Regions from separate parts of the Sus scrofa genome. Here region 1 is linked to region 2. A link is a contact called in public Hi-C data. All regions are on one chromosome and are shown on one strand. The core of a region is the stretch at or near the end of the contact, and the rest is flanking DNA. Distances in the headings are between cores, read along the strand shown.

Region 1 (5,637 bases), core at 1,683-4,182, 320 kb before region 2:
CATATGAAGACTCCCAGGCTAGGGGTCTAACCCGAGCTACAGCTGCCGGCCTACACCACAGCAACGCCAGATCCAAGCTGCGTCTGAGACCTACACCACAGCCCAGGGCAACGCCAGGATCGTTAACTCACTGATTGAGGCCAGGGATGGAACCCACAACCTCATGGTTCCTACTCAGATTTGTTTCCTCTGCGCCACAACAGGAGCTCTCATAATGTGTACATATGTGTATGTGTATATATATACACACATTTTTTTTCCCCCTTCAGGCCACACCCGCGGCATATGGAGGTTCCCAGGCTAAGGGTCTAATCGGAGCTGTAGCTGCCGGCCTACGCCAGAGCCACAGCAACGCGGGATCTGAGCCGTGTCTGCAACCTACACCACAGCTCATGGCAGCGCCGATCTTTAACCCACTGAGTGAGGCCAGGGATCAAAGCCGCAACCTCATGGTTCCTAGTCGGATCCGTTAACCACTGACTGAGCCACGATGGGAACTCCCCCACAATGTTTATTTTCAATCAACACCTTTTTCTTCCTTAGCCTCATCCTAACAGGTATGTAATGCAAACTATGACTTCTTACTTTTAGAAAATATTACAAAATACGTAACTTAAATTTTTAAAATTTAATCATGGTAAAATACACAAAAACTGTACCCTCTTAACCCTATTTGGTAGCATCAACTACATTCATGTTGTTGTGCTATCATGATCACCATCTCTCTTCAGGACTTTCTCCATCTTGCAAAACTGAAACTCCATGGTCACTGTACAATAACTCCCCATTTCCCCAGGCCCTCAGACCCTGGCAACTACCATTCAACTTTCTGTCTCTATAAATCTAGGCAACTCAGATAAGTGAAATCATACAGTATTTGTCCTCTTGTATCTCTTCTTTCACTTAACATGCTATCAAGACTCACCCGTGTTGTAACATGTATCAGAATTTCCTTCCTTCTTAAGGCTGAATGATATTCCATTGTGTGTATACACTATTTTGCTTATCTATTCATCTACTGGCAGACACTTGGGGGAAAAAACTTATCCATGTAAAAGTTAAATTAATCTGGAAAACTACAGCTGGTACAGGTACCACACCTGGGAAAAGACTCCTATACTGGATACAAAATTTGCTCTGAGCATGAGCAGAGTAAGAACCAGCAGTGGGGGCAGAGCTGAGGAAGTAGAGAAAAGGGTTCTAGGGTCCAACGGAGAAAAAAAAAAAAAGCTTTCCCAAGCTGGAGGCAATCAAGGTCCAGCCACTCCTTCCAAAGTTCTGCCCCCGTGGATCTGCACATGGCAGCATCCATAGTCCTTGGAAGAGCCCTGTTTTTCTAAAGGAGCAACCCAACCAGTGTATTCAGGGAGAGTGGTGGAGAGGAGCTTGAATCTGAAAACCCTGGAAGTCTCAGAGGAACTCCTCTGTAACAATCAGCTGCTTCAAATGCTTGTGAATCTCTGTGCGTATAAATTACACAAAATAGGAGCAGGAAGGTTGAGTTTTGGCTTTGTTTTTGTTTTTAATGCCATCACTCTGCCCACTGAAGTAGGATCTTTTTATTTCATTTTTTTTTTTTTTGTCTTTTGTTGTTGTTGTTATTGTTGTTGTTGTTGTTGCTATTTCTTGGGCCGCTCCCGCGGCATATGGAGGTTCCCAGGCCAGGGGTTGAATCGGAGCTGTAGCCACCGGCCTACGCCAGAGCCACAGCAACGCAGGATCTGAGCCACGTCTGCAACCTACACCACAGCTCACGGCAACGCCAGATCGTTAACCCACTGAGCAAGGGCAGGGACCGAACCGACAACCTCATGGTTCCTAGTCGGATTCGTTAACCACTGCGCCACGACGGGAACTCCTCATTTTTTTTTTTAACTTATTTACTTATTTGGACACACCTGGGGCATATGGAAGTTCCCAGGCCAGGGATGGAATTCCAGCCACAGCTGCAGCAACGCCAGATCCTTAACCCACTGCGCCACAGCTTGAACTATGTTTTTTGTTTTCTTTTTACAGTTATTTGTATTTCCTCTTCCCAGGATCCCAAACCCACCCCTTTGCATGGTTTGTAAACGCCTTCCTCGAAGTATGCATGTGAACACCAAGCCTTTGCAGTCTCAGGCATCATTAAAGAGCACGCCCCTTGACTCAAATAAGCAGCAACAGCTGTCGGGACCGCTTCACAAGTCCCCGTCTGGGGCGAGACCCCGCCGCCCTCGCGGGGCTCCGAGCACGGTGCGAGCCCCGAGGCGCCCCGCGTGGAGAAGGGGTGGCCGCCAGAGTCCGGGCGGTCAAAGCCGGCAGGGGTCCCCACGAGGGAAGCCGGGACGGGCCGAGTGTTCGGAGGGGAGATACAAGTCACCCCCAGCCCTGGCCAAAGGGGTTGGGGGTCCACGCTGGGGGAGAGGAACACGTCCCCGGCCGGGGAGGGGGGATGCGGAGGGTGGCGAGGGGGTCCTCTCTTAGCACGGACCCAGGACCAGGTGTGTGGGCGAAGAGGTCAGAATCCGTTCTCCCTGGCCACTCCCGAGGTTCTAAACACAGGACACCTAGTTACACCTTAATTTTGGAAAACAACGAGTAACTTTTACTCGAAGCATGTCCCAAATACCGCACGGGGCACCTCGAACTAAAACTTCCCGTTGTTTATCGGAAATGAAGGGGGCTGCGGTCTCTTCCCGACGCGGACCCAGCGCGGGGAACGAGTGAAAGGCCGGGCCCGGGGCTCCGCGCTCGCTCACCTTCAGCACCAGCACCTCGAGCATCTTCCTCGCGCCAGGCTGGCCGCCCGGGGCCTGGTCCCCCCGTCGCTAGGAACTTTGCGGGAGAAAACGGAGTCCCGGGCAAGGCCGCCTCCCCGGGACCGCGCCTCCTCCCCGGGTCCGCACCGCGGAGCCTGCGCGCCCAGTCAGCGCGCCGACCCCCGAGCCAGGACGCCGCCGCCGCGGGCGCGCTCCGCTCCGGCCCCGCGCCCCCGCCGCCCGACCAAGCCTCGAGGCTTCCGGAAAGCCACGCGCTGCACCAACGGCCTGGACAACGGTCGCCGCCAGAAGCACAAGGCCCTGGGGGGTCCGCGGGGGCGGAGCTTCGGGGCGGGGCGGGGGCGGAGCTTCGAGGGGCAGGGGCGTCACGTGGCTCGCTCCCGGGTCCGCGCCACTTCCGAGCGCCCAGGGATGCGAGGGGCCCGGCGGCTAGCCGCCTGGTAGGGCGGAGTGGCTGCCTGCGAGGCCCATGCCCTCTGACTCCTTCTTGGTCATCACAACCCTGTGGGTGAGGAAGCGTCCCTGACCCTGGCTTTCTTGAGCTCCAACCTCTACTTTCTGGAAAGGCTCTGGGTCCCTGTTCTCCTCTTACCTGGACCTCAAAGGTCTTACGGTTACTTCTTGGGACCGTCAAAGGTCGCAGGCTGCAGCCTCATGGACCAGGTCCTGGCCAGGACTTCTATTTTGTTATTGATTGCTGAAGTTCCACAGGGTTTTCTAAATTTTCACTTGTGGTTTCTCACCTGAGAAGTGGGACTCAGAGATTGCCTCTCAGAATTAGATGAGGTTGTACTGTGAAACAGGACACAGGAGAAGTGTAAAGGAGAGTTAGCTTTTGTTACTATCTCGGGACTCTCTCTCCAACATTTGAATAAACTGACAAACAAGAAAGTGAATATTCCTTTAAAATCAAAGGAACCACAGCTTGGAAAATGTGCTGGGCCTAGGTGGTTTTCCGGGTGAATTCTTTCAATATTTTAATTGCGAAAAAAACAATGTCTTAAGCTCCCGGCAAAATGTTAATTTGCTAATAAAGGAGCCAAGAAGATGGCACAAAAAATGCACCAGTTTAGAGCATTGCAATCGTGAGGTTATATATTTGGGAAACAATGTTCACATAAGTATCCAGTCTTATATTGTTTGCTTTCACAAGGTCCAGCAAACATGTGCTTAAAGTCTCAGGCAGGAAGGTTGGAGAGGAGATCTGTGTTGACTACCCACTGGGGGAAAACACAGCTTAAAGTACAGGAAGTTCACCTGTTACTGAATTGGATTAACCAAGCCTCATCCCCAGGCAGACATCTGCAAAGGCCAAATCACCTGAAAGCTCCAGAGCTTGTCAAAAAAAAAAAAAAGATGGGAAACAACTCAGGCAAATTTAAACAGGAGGCCCCCGAAGCAGTTTCTAAGCCCCAGAGAACATGCAGAGTACAGCCCTCTCCTAGTTCTTAGTGTGGGGTCAACACTTCTTTTTCCTTTGACTAGATGCCATGCTACAATATGGTGTTTCTCAAACTTTTTCACAGCATGGCTCACAGAAAATGAAAATATATATCACACTGGGATAAAGAGTCAAGACTGGAGTTCCCACTGTGGCAAAGTGGATTAAGAATCTAACTGCATTGGCTCAGGTTGCTGTAGCAGCAATAGTTGATCCCCAGCCCAGTGCAGTGTGGTTAAAAAGGATCTGGTGTTGCCAGCTGCAGCTTAGGTTACAGCTGGAGCTGGGATTCAATCCCTGGCCCGGGAACTTCCATATGCCAAGGGTACAGGCATTGAAAAAAGGAAAAAAAAAAAAAAAAAAAAAAAAGGAAAGGATGGAGTTCCCGTTGTGGCTCGGTGGTTAACAAATCTGACTAGGAATCATGAGGTTGCGAGTTTGATCCCTGGCCTCGCTCAGTGGGTTAAGGATCTGGCATTGCCATGAGCTGTGGTGTAGGTTGCAGATGCACCTCGGATCCCCGTTGCTGTGGCTCTGACGTAGGCTGGTGGCTACAGCTCTGATTAGACCCCTAGCCTGGGAATCTCCATATGCCGCGGGAGCGGCCCTAGAAAAGGCAAAAAGACAAAAAAAAAAAAAGAGTCCAGACTGCTGCAATGGGAGCTCACTGCATGGGGCTCTAGCCTCCTTGAGGCTGCAAGGAGTCCATATCTGAACCTGTCCCCCCTCCCCCCAAATAGTGGGAAGCACTTTTTTTTTTCAATTTGGGGGCTTTTTTTTTTTTTTTCATTTTTTTGCTTTTTAGGGCCGCACTTGTGGCATATGGAAGTTCCCAGGCTAGGGGTTGAATTGGAGCTACAGCTGCTGACCTACACCACAGCTACAGCAATGCCAGATCCAGGCTGCATCTGCAACCTACACCAAAGCTGACTGCAACACTGGATCCTTAACCTACTGAGCGAGGCCAGAGATCAAACCCCCAACCTCATGGTTACTAGTCAGATTTGTTTCCACCGCACCACAATGGGAACTCTTTTTTTTTTTTTTTTTGCTTGGGATCATAATCAAAAGGCTGTAACATCACATCTTAACATCATTAAGATACCTTAATCGAGGCTCTTGTGTCAATGACCTCACTGTCAGCCCTCACACAATACCTATGTGGGGCTGTGGTCTTCACTTTAAAACATTTTGGGAGTTCCCGTAGTGGCCTAGTGGTAATGAACCCAACTAGTATCCATGAGGACTCGGGTTCAACCCCTGGCCTCACTCAGTGAGTTAAGGATCCTTGGATCCAGCATTGCCGTGAGCTGTGGTGTAGGTCACGGACGTGACTTGGATGCCGCGTTGCTGTGGTGTAGGCAAAGGCCAGCAGCTGCAGCTCCGATTTGACCTCTAGCCTGGGAACTTCCATATGCTGCAAGTGTAGCCCTA
Region 2 (6,506 bases), core at 1,123-3,622:
AGAGTAAGAATTTGTTCTTTCCAATTAGAAAAAAAATCATGTTATACAAGTAACGGCCAATTCCTTGTTCTTCCCACATTATCGTAACTCTAAAATAGAAGGCAGGGGACATAGCTCACGGGTTCCTCTCCTAGAGGAACCTCAGTTAGCTGTGTGACCTTAGGCAAGTCACTGTGTCTAAAGGCTGTAGATGTGTGCACTGTGTCTCTGCAGATGTAAAAGAGTTGTGTTGGATGAACCTTCATGTTCCTGAACTTTCATGTTCATTATCTATAAAAAGTTACCTGAAATTGCTTACACATTAGATTTACCTTACTAACATTAGTTATAATTTCCTTAAATTAAAAACACCTTAGCTTAATGTAGTTACTAATTGCCCACCAAGAAAAACTGAGTATATATATCAAAGTACATGAATTTCATAGTCTAAAATTTCTTAGCTGGCATCTAGCCTGAGAGACTATTTGAATTTGGCAGCTGCAATTAAGACATACGGTCTAACTAATGTTAACCAATATTCAGATTTAACATTTACTAGGGCACGTATGATGTGCCAAGCAATGGGCTGGCAGCTACCAAAATAAGTAAGAGGGAATCCTTGCCCTTGAGGTGCTCACAGACCAGAGAGTAGATTCTGTATATTACTTTAAATAATGCTGCCCTGCTTTTTTTTTTTTTTTTGCAGATGGGGACTCTGAGGCTCACAGATGTAAAGTAATAGCTGGTTGAAGAACTGGAATCCAGGCCTATCTGATTCTAAATCCATCCTTTCTCAATACACTAATTTTCCTCTTATTTCTTAGTAGGAACAGAAAAGTGGATGAAAATATCAATACTGGAAAGAGCAACAGTCCCTCACAGTTAGGCTCTATCAAACACTTTACTGTGTTTGAGCCTCATAACTCTTTGGGACAGGCTAGTGTGTTACACAACTCTACAAATAAGGAAACACTCAGGGCAGTTTAAGTGACTTACCCAAGGTTACATGGCTGTTAAGTGGCAGAGCCAGTGTCTTTCAAATCAATTCCTGAAATTAATACAGTCCCTTGGATCAATCTTCAAAATCCAGCTGTGGCCAAGAATGAAAGTATATAGTATCAAACATTTCTCTTTCTTGGTGAAACAAAGCAATGTTTTGTTTGTTTGTTTGTTTTCAGTATATAATTGCCCAATATTGCATGTCATAAAGAAATTCAGAGGAATGCTCATGCAACCAGATCACGTGACACAAATTTACAAAATTTACCTAACAAGCAGACTTCAGGATTTTGCGAAGGTTAGAAAAAACAGCTCTAGAAACTTCTCCAATAAATTGTGTATTTTATGTTTTAGCTCAGAATTTTTATCTAATTGACTCAAAATACTACCTACTGGTTCGATTGCTAGCACTTTCTAATGAAGAAACAATATATTGTACATTGCCCCTTTAACCTTAACCAAAAACAATCTAAAGGGTGATTCTGCACATCCAACAATTTTACAACTGAATGGCAGCCTGAAAAGATAAGACACAGTGGACTGACCTATATATCTTCTAATGCAGTTTCTTGCCCCTGTTCTACTTTTCTTTGCTACTGTTTATGTTAGCTTGAATGAACCTAAAAGATCAAAGAACGCGAATTCCTTTCACCTAGAATGCAACTTCATGATGATGGTTAAGTAAACAGTTCACTGCCAGGGCAGAAAGCACGTATTTGGCTTTCCTCTGAATTAATTTTAAACGGGTTAGTGAGGTAAAGGAATGTAGAGCCAGGCTTTCTCTTTTGATCAATGATGCAACCCATACACTGAGTCAGAATACTTTAGAAAGTACACACTCAAAGAGGTGATAAATCTAGTAATTGCCGGATAACGGAGATCAGACTGATAGCAAATTACAGCCCACTGCAGTAACTAAAAAGATCGCCTATGGGTTGGGATAGTGGCCTCGGCCTAATTAATCATCCAGGCCTTCCACACACAAACCATTCACTCCGGAAGCTCCCAGGTGTTAGAGGGTGGGAGCTTTTTCCAGTCATCTCTGGGGAGATCACTTCATCGAAGAGGTTCGAAATAGCTGTAGAAGACCAGGACTGTTTCTATGTACCAGCTTTTCCTACACCAAACAGCGGCTAAAGGGCTGGAGCGGTGGGGGTTGAGAAAAGTAATCAAAAGATGCAGTGAGGACACAGTTGTTCGCTCCATCCCTGCTGCCCTAAAGCGATTTCACATCTGCTGATGGGAAGGAAGCGACGCCTCGGCGGGCCTGCCTGCGGACCAGGCTGGTGAGCGGGAGGTTCCCCCCACCCCCAGCTGCAGGGCAAGCCCTGGGTCTCCACAGGCCTTGCCGTAGGCGGCACAGGGAACTGAAAAGAGCCACGGAACTTGGCGCATGTGGCGAGCACCGGTCGCGTGTCGGCCGGCTGAGGAGCAAGCGGGCGCCGGTAGAGGCCTGAGGGGAGGACGCACATGGCCCGCGGCGGCGCTAACAGCGGGCGGAGGGGCGGCCCCGGGGCGCGGTACCTGCGGTCGGGCGGCAGCTGCTGCTTCCGCGAGCCTCCTTTGGCCGGCCGGGAGCCTGGCCGTGCCCTCGCCCGGGTCCTCGCCCACCTCTCTCCCGGCTCTTTTCCCTCTTTTCCCCCGCTTTTCCTTTCCTCATCGGGAGCTCCAAAATGGCGGCGTTGGGAACAGATCACGTGAGCCCCGGGCAGGTCAGGTGACCCGAGTGGCGGGCGGCGGGGGCGGGGCGATGCTCAGGCCCCGCCCACTGGCATCCCGGGGGCGCTTGGCTGGGCCGGCGCGAAGACTGTATCCTGCCTTCTCAGTGCAATGCCCGGCACCTAGGCCGAGTTCATGTGCGGGTTGTCGCGTTTCCAATACCCCTGACGTTGTCTTCTCAGTGGTCGTTGGGTCTAGAAGTCAGTGAGTATTCACTTTGGACTCCCTCTATGTCTTCCAAACCTGCTGTGGGCTAGTTTTATAACCAATTAGCCTCTACCTGATCGCCTTTGAACAGTGGGCGTTGACATTCTTTTCAGCCCGCTGCTTCTGACTTAGTTACCGCTTTGGGTTGGGTTATAATCTTTTTGCGGTTCTTGGCCAAAATGCAGAGGTGCTATCTAGGTTCGTGGCTGGACCTCAAAGTGTGTCTGCTGCGGGGCAAAGCTGGCCCTGGAAGATTTATTTGTGGGAGAGATTGAGGGTTTTCAGGGAATGAACTCATCCTGGGGGTTGTAGGGCCAGACTTGGAGCTTGCTTGACTTAATAACACAGCCTCAGTCCTCTGAGGGCTCAGAGTGTGTGTCGTCTGGATCTGTTTTCCACGTACACTCCAGGGTCGTAAGCAGTCCTGTTCTGGTACCCCGCCTGACAGTAAAATGCAGTGTGAGTGAAGCAGTCCACCCAACTTCAGGAATGGTGGGCAGGTTTTATATAGTAGGAACTATACAGCAGGGTGCTTGTCTCTGGACTGAGCAGGTGGGCCGTGAACAGTAGGAGCAGGGCAAAAACACTGAAGATTCCAGGCGTGGTAATGGACTTGTGCATTGAGATACAGGCATTATGGATTTGGTTCTCAACTACTGCAGTAATGTGAGTTGCATGAAGTTTCTGGTTTCCCAGTGCATATAAAAGTTATGGTTATACTATACTGTATAAGTGTACAATAGCATTGTGCTTGCAAAACAGTATACATGCCTTTATTAAAAAATTCTTTATTGCTAAAACATGCTAACCATCATCAAGCCTTCACAGAGTCGTAATCTTTTTGCAATGATAACATCAAAGGTTATAGATCACTATAATAAATATAGTAATAACAATAAAGAAATATTGCAAGAATTACCCAGATGCGAGGCAGAGACACGAAGTGAGCAAACGCTGTTAAAAGTGGCACTGATAGACCAGCTTGGGGCAGGGGTGCCTCAAACCTGCAATTTGCAGAAAAAAAAAAAATGCAGTATCTGCAAAACTCAGTTTAAAAAAAGGTGCAATAAAACAAGTATCTCTCGGGGACTTCCAGGTGTACTTAAAGCAGTTTGGGCTCTCACTTATCAAGTGAAAAGAAGATCCAGTAAAACCTAGTCATTGTTCAAACAGGTCAGTAATTCCTGAGATAACGGTAAGTATCTCAGCTCAGGATACAAACTCACTTGAATGCGGGGGTGGGGAAACCCACGAAGTTAGAACCCTGCTTTTCCACAGAATTCTTTGCCAGTTGAACCAAAAAACTAAAAAGAAGGAAAAGTAAAGGGTTAAGTAATTTTTTTCAGTAGAAGAGATTGAGACTGGCATGGAAGGGTGGAAGGAAAAAAAAAAAAAGCAGAGATGCATAAAAAGGGAGAAAGAACAATGAGTGTGCAAATCTCTTCCCTTTTCCTTGTGAGCTGCTGACACAAACCCTCCTCATTTTAACTATCTGAAGAGAGGCTTTTTTTTTTTTTTTAAGTACTGGTTTAACTGTAATGTTTATGAATCTAAAAGTGGACAGAACAGGAATTAGAGGATTACTTGATCAGAGTAGGGAGCAAAAACAAAGTGGAGAAACTATTCTCTAGGGAAAGTCAGGGAATTCCAAAACAAAGGAGAGAAGGTTAAGTGTATCTTTGTAGTTCCTGTGGGTCATCTTTTCTGATATTCATCAGCTATTTCCCAGTGTCCTCCTTCCAGCACTTGTTTAGATAAAACTTCCTGGCCCTCTTCCTGGCTCAGAGGTATGGCCTGTGGCAGGTGTTGGCTAATGAACTGTATGCAGAAGTGAGGGCGACCATCCTGGAACATTTAGTTGCCAGGGCAGTTCCTTCCAGACTGCCCTTTCCTTGCTGGCTAGAGGCCCAGCAGTGTTCGCAATGGTGGCCACCCCTTCAGCCCACATTTTGGCCTAGGACTGTGAGTGGCAGTGAGGAGCAGAGCCCCCAGATGACCCACAATGGATGTGCAGAGTGAGAAAGTCACCGAGGTTTTGAAGCTGTGTCATACCACAGCACGACATGGCCACTGCTGACTGACCCTCCTCTTCCCTACATTGAAGTAACTGGAGGAGGGAGAACCGCTAGGAATAAAACATTACAGGCAGATAGGAATGTGAATGAATGAAGTAGGGCCTTCATTCCTGAAGACAGAGATGCTATAAGACACAGAATCTGGAGTTCCTGTCATGGCTCAGTGGGTTAAGAGCCCGACTAGCATCCACAAGGATGCAGATTCGATCCCTGGCCTCCAGCATTGGGTTCAGGATCCACTGTTGCCGTGAGCTGAGGTGTAGGTCACAGACACGGCTCGGATCCTGTGTGGCTGGCAGCTGCAGCTCTGATTTGACCCCTAGCCTGGGAACTTCCATTCGCTGTGGGTGTGGCCCTAAAAAGCCAAAAAAAAAAAAAAAAAAAAAAAAAAAAAAGAGAGAGAGAGAGACACATAATCCAATAGAAAAACGTAGGCAACTTCAAAAAGCCAGTGGAGCAAAACCTCAGTATTTTTTCTTTTATACAAAAGCGCTCCAGAAAACTGAAGTAAACATTTCTATGGGACTACAAAGACATTCAGGTGTATTATCACTGGACTCATGGATATCTCACCAAAACTCTTCATTTCTTGGGCTGCTCCCACGGCATATGGAGGTTCCCAGGCTAGGGGTCTAATTGGAGCTGTAGCCACTGGCCTACACCAGAGCCACAGAAACACCAGATCCCAGCCACGTCTGCAACCTACACCACAGCTCACGGCCACACTGGATCCTTAACCCACTGAGCAAGCGCAGGGATCGAACCCGCAACCTCCTGGTTCCTAGTCGATTTGTTAACCACTGAGCCACAACGGGACTCCTCACCAAAACTCTTCTAAGCGCCTTCCACTTGCCACAGAATGTCATTTATCATGATTTAATTAACTGATCATAGTAAGATTAGGTGTTATGGATAAGAAAATTACTCAGTTATCTAGTACCTTCTCAGTGGAATCCCACTCTGTCTCCAGATGGGAGATGAGCCAGATAACTGAATCCTTATCTCCCCCCATCTCATTATTCTCCTTTGGGATCATTTGTTAGTTGCTGCGCTTAAGAGGTTCACTTCTACATGTGTCATGATCTGTATCTTCTTTTTTTTTCTTTGCTTATTAGGGCCGCACGTAGGGCATGTGGGAGTTCCCAGGCTAGGGGTCAAATTGGAGCTGCAGCCATCCGCTTACACCACAGCCACAGCAATGTGGGATCTGAGCCTTGTCTTTGACCTATACCACAACCCATGGCAATGCTGGATACTTAGCCCACTGAGCGAGGCAGGAATCGAACCTGCATCCACATGGATACTAGTCGGGTTTGTTACTGCTGAGCCACAATGGGAACTCCTGTATTTTCTAAAATGACCAGGTTGTCTGATTATACATGGCATGTGCTTGATAACTTACAGCAGAGCGCTCTTTAAATTTGGGGAACACTCAGGACAGTGCAGTTAAGTCACCAAGGTCACAACCGGTTATAAACATGGACATGGAAGGAGTTGAAACTTGAGACCAATGTGTTCCCAGACGTG

Evidence for each region. A called contact is a pair of places that touch in the nucleus more often than the background predicts.
Region 1: a Hi-C map of embryonic fibroblasts shows a contact between it and region 2, with 2.1 times the contacts expected there. The contact joins the promoter of TDRD12 here to the promoter of LOC110261352 in region 2. A contact is called at or near these places in 3 of 5 promoter capture datasets (fetal liver, fetal skeletal muscle and liver), 9 of 47 Hi-C or Micro-C datasets (alveolar macrophages, embryonic fibroblasts, fetal skeletal muscle and 5 more) and 1 of 2 datasets of contacts at active chromatin or transcription factors (skeletal muscle).

The regions. Positions count from the first base shown.
Region 1 is chr6:42,586,879-42,592,515 of Sscrofa11.1, reverse strand. It overlaps TDRD12 (putative ATP-dependent RNA helicase TDRD12), which reads right to left and starts at 2,932. Exons shown (of 33, transcript XM_021094274.1): 1 at 2,742-2,932. The coding sequence starts at 2,765.
Region 2 is chr6:42,270,370-42,276,875 of Sscrofa11.1, reverse strand. It overlaps LOC110261352, which reads left to right and starts at 2,372. Exons shown (of 7, transcript XM_021097538.1): 1 at 2,372-2,901. The coding sequence starts at 2,372. ZNF507 (zinc finger protein 507) reads right to left here and starts at 2,684. Exons shown (of 6, transcript XM_003127012.5): 1 at 2,503-2,684. The coding sequence starts at 2,638.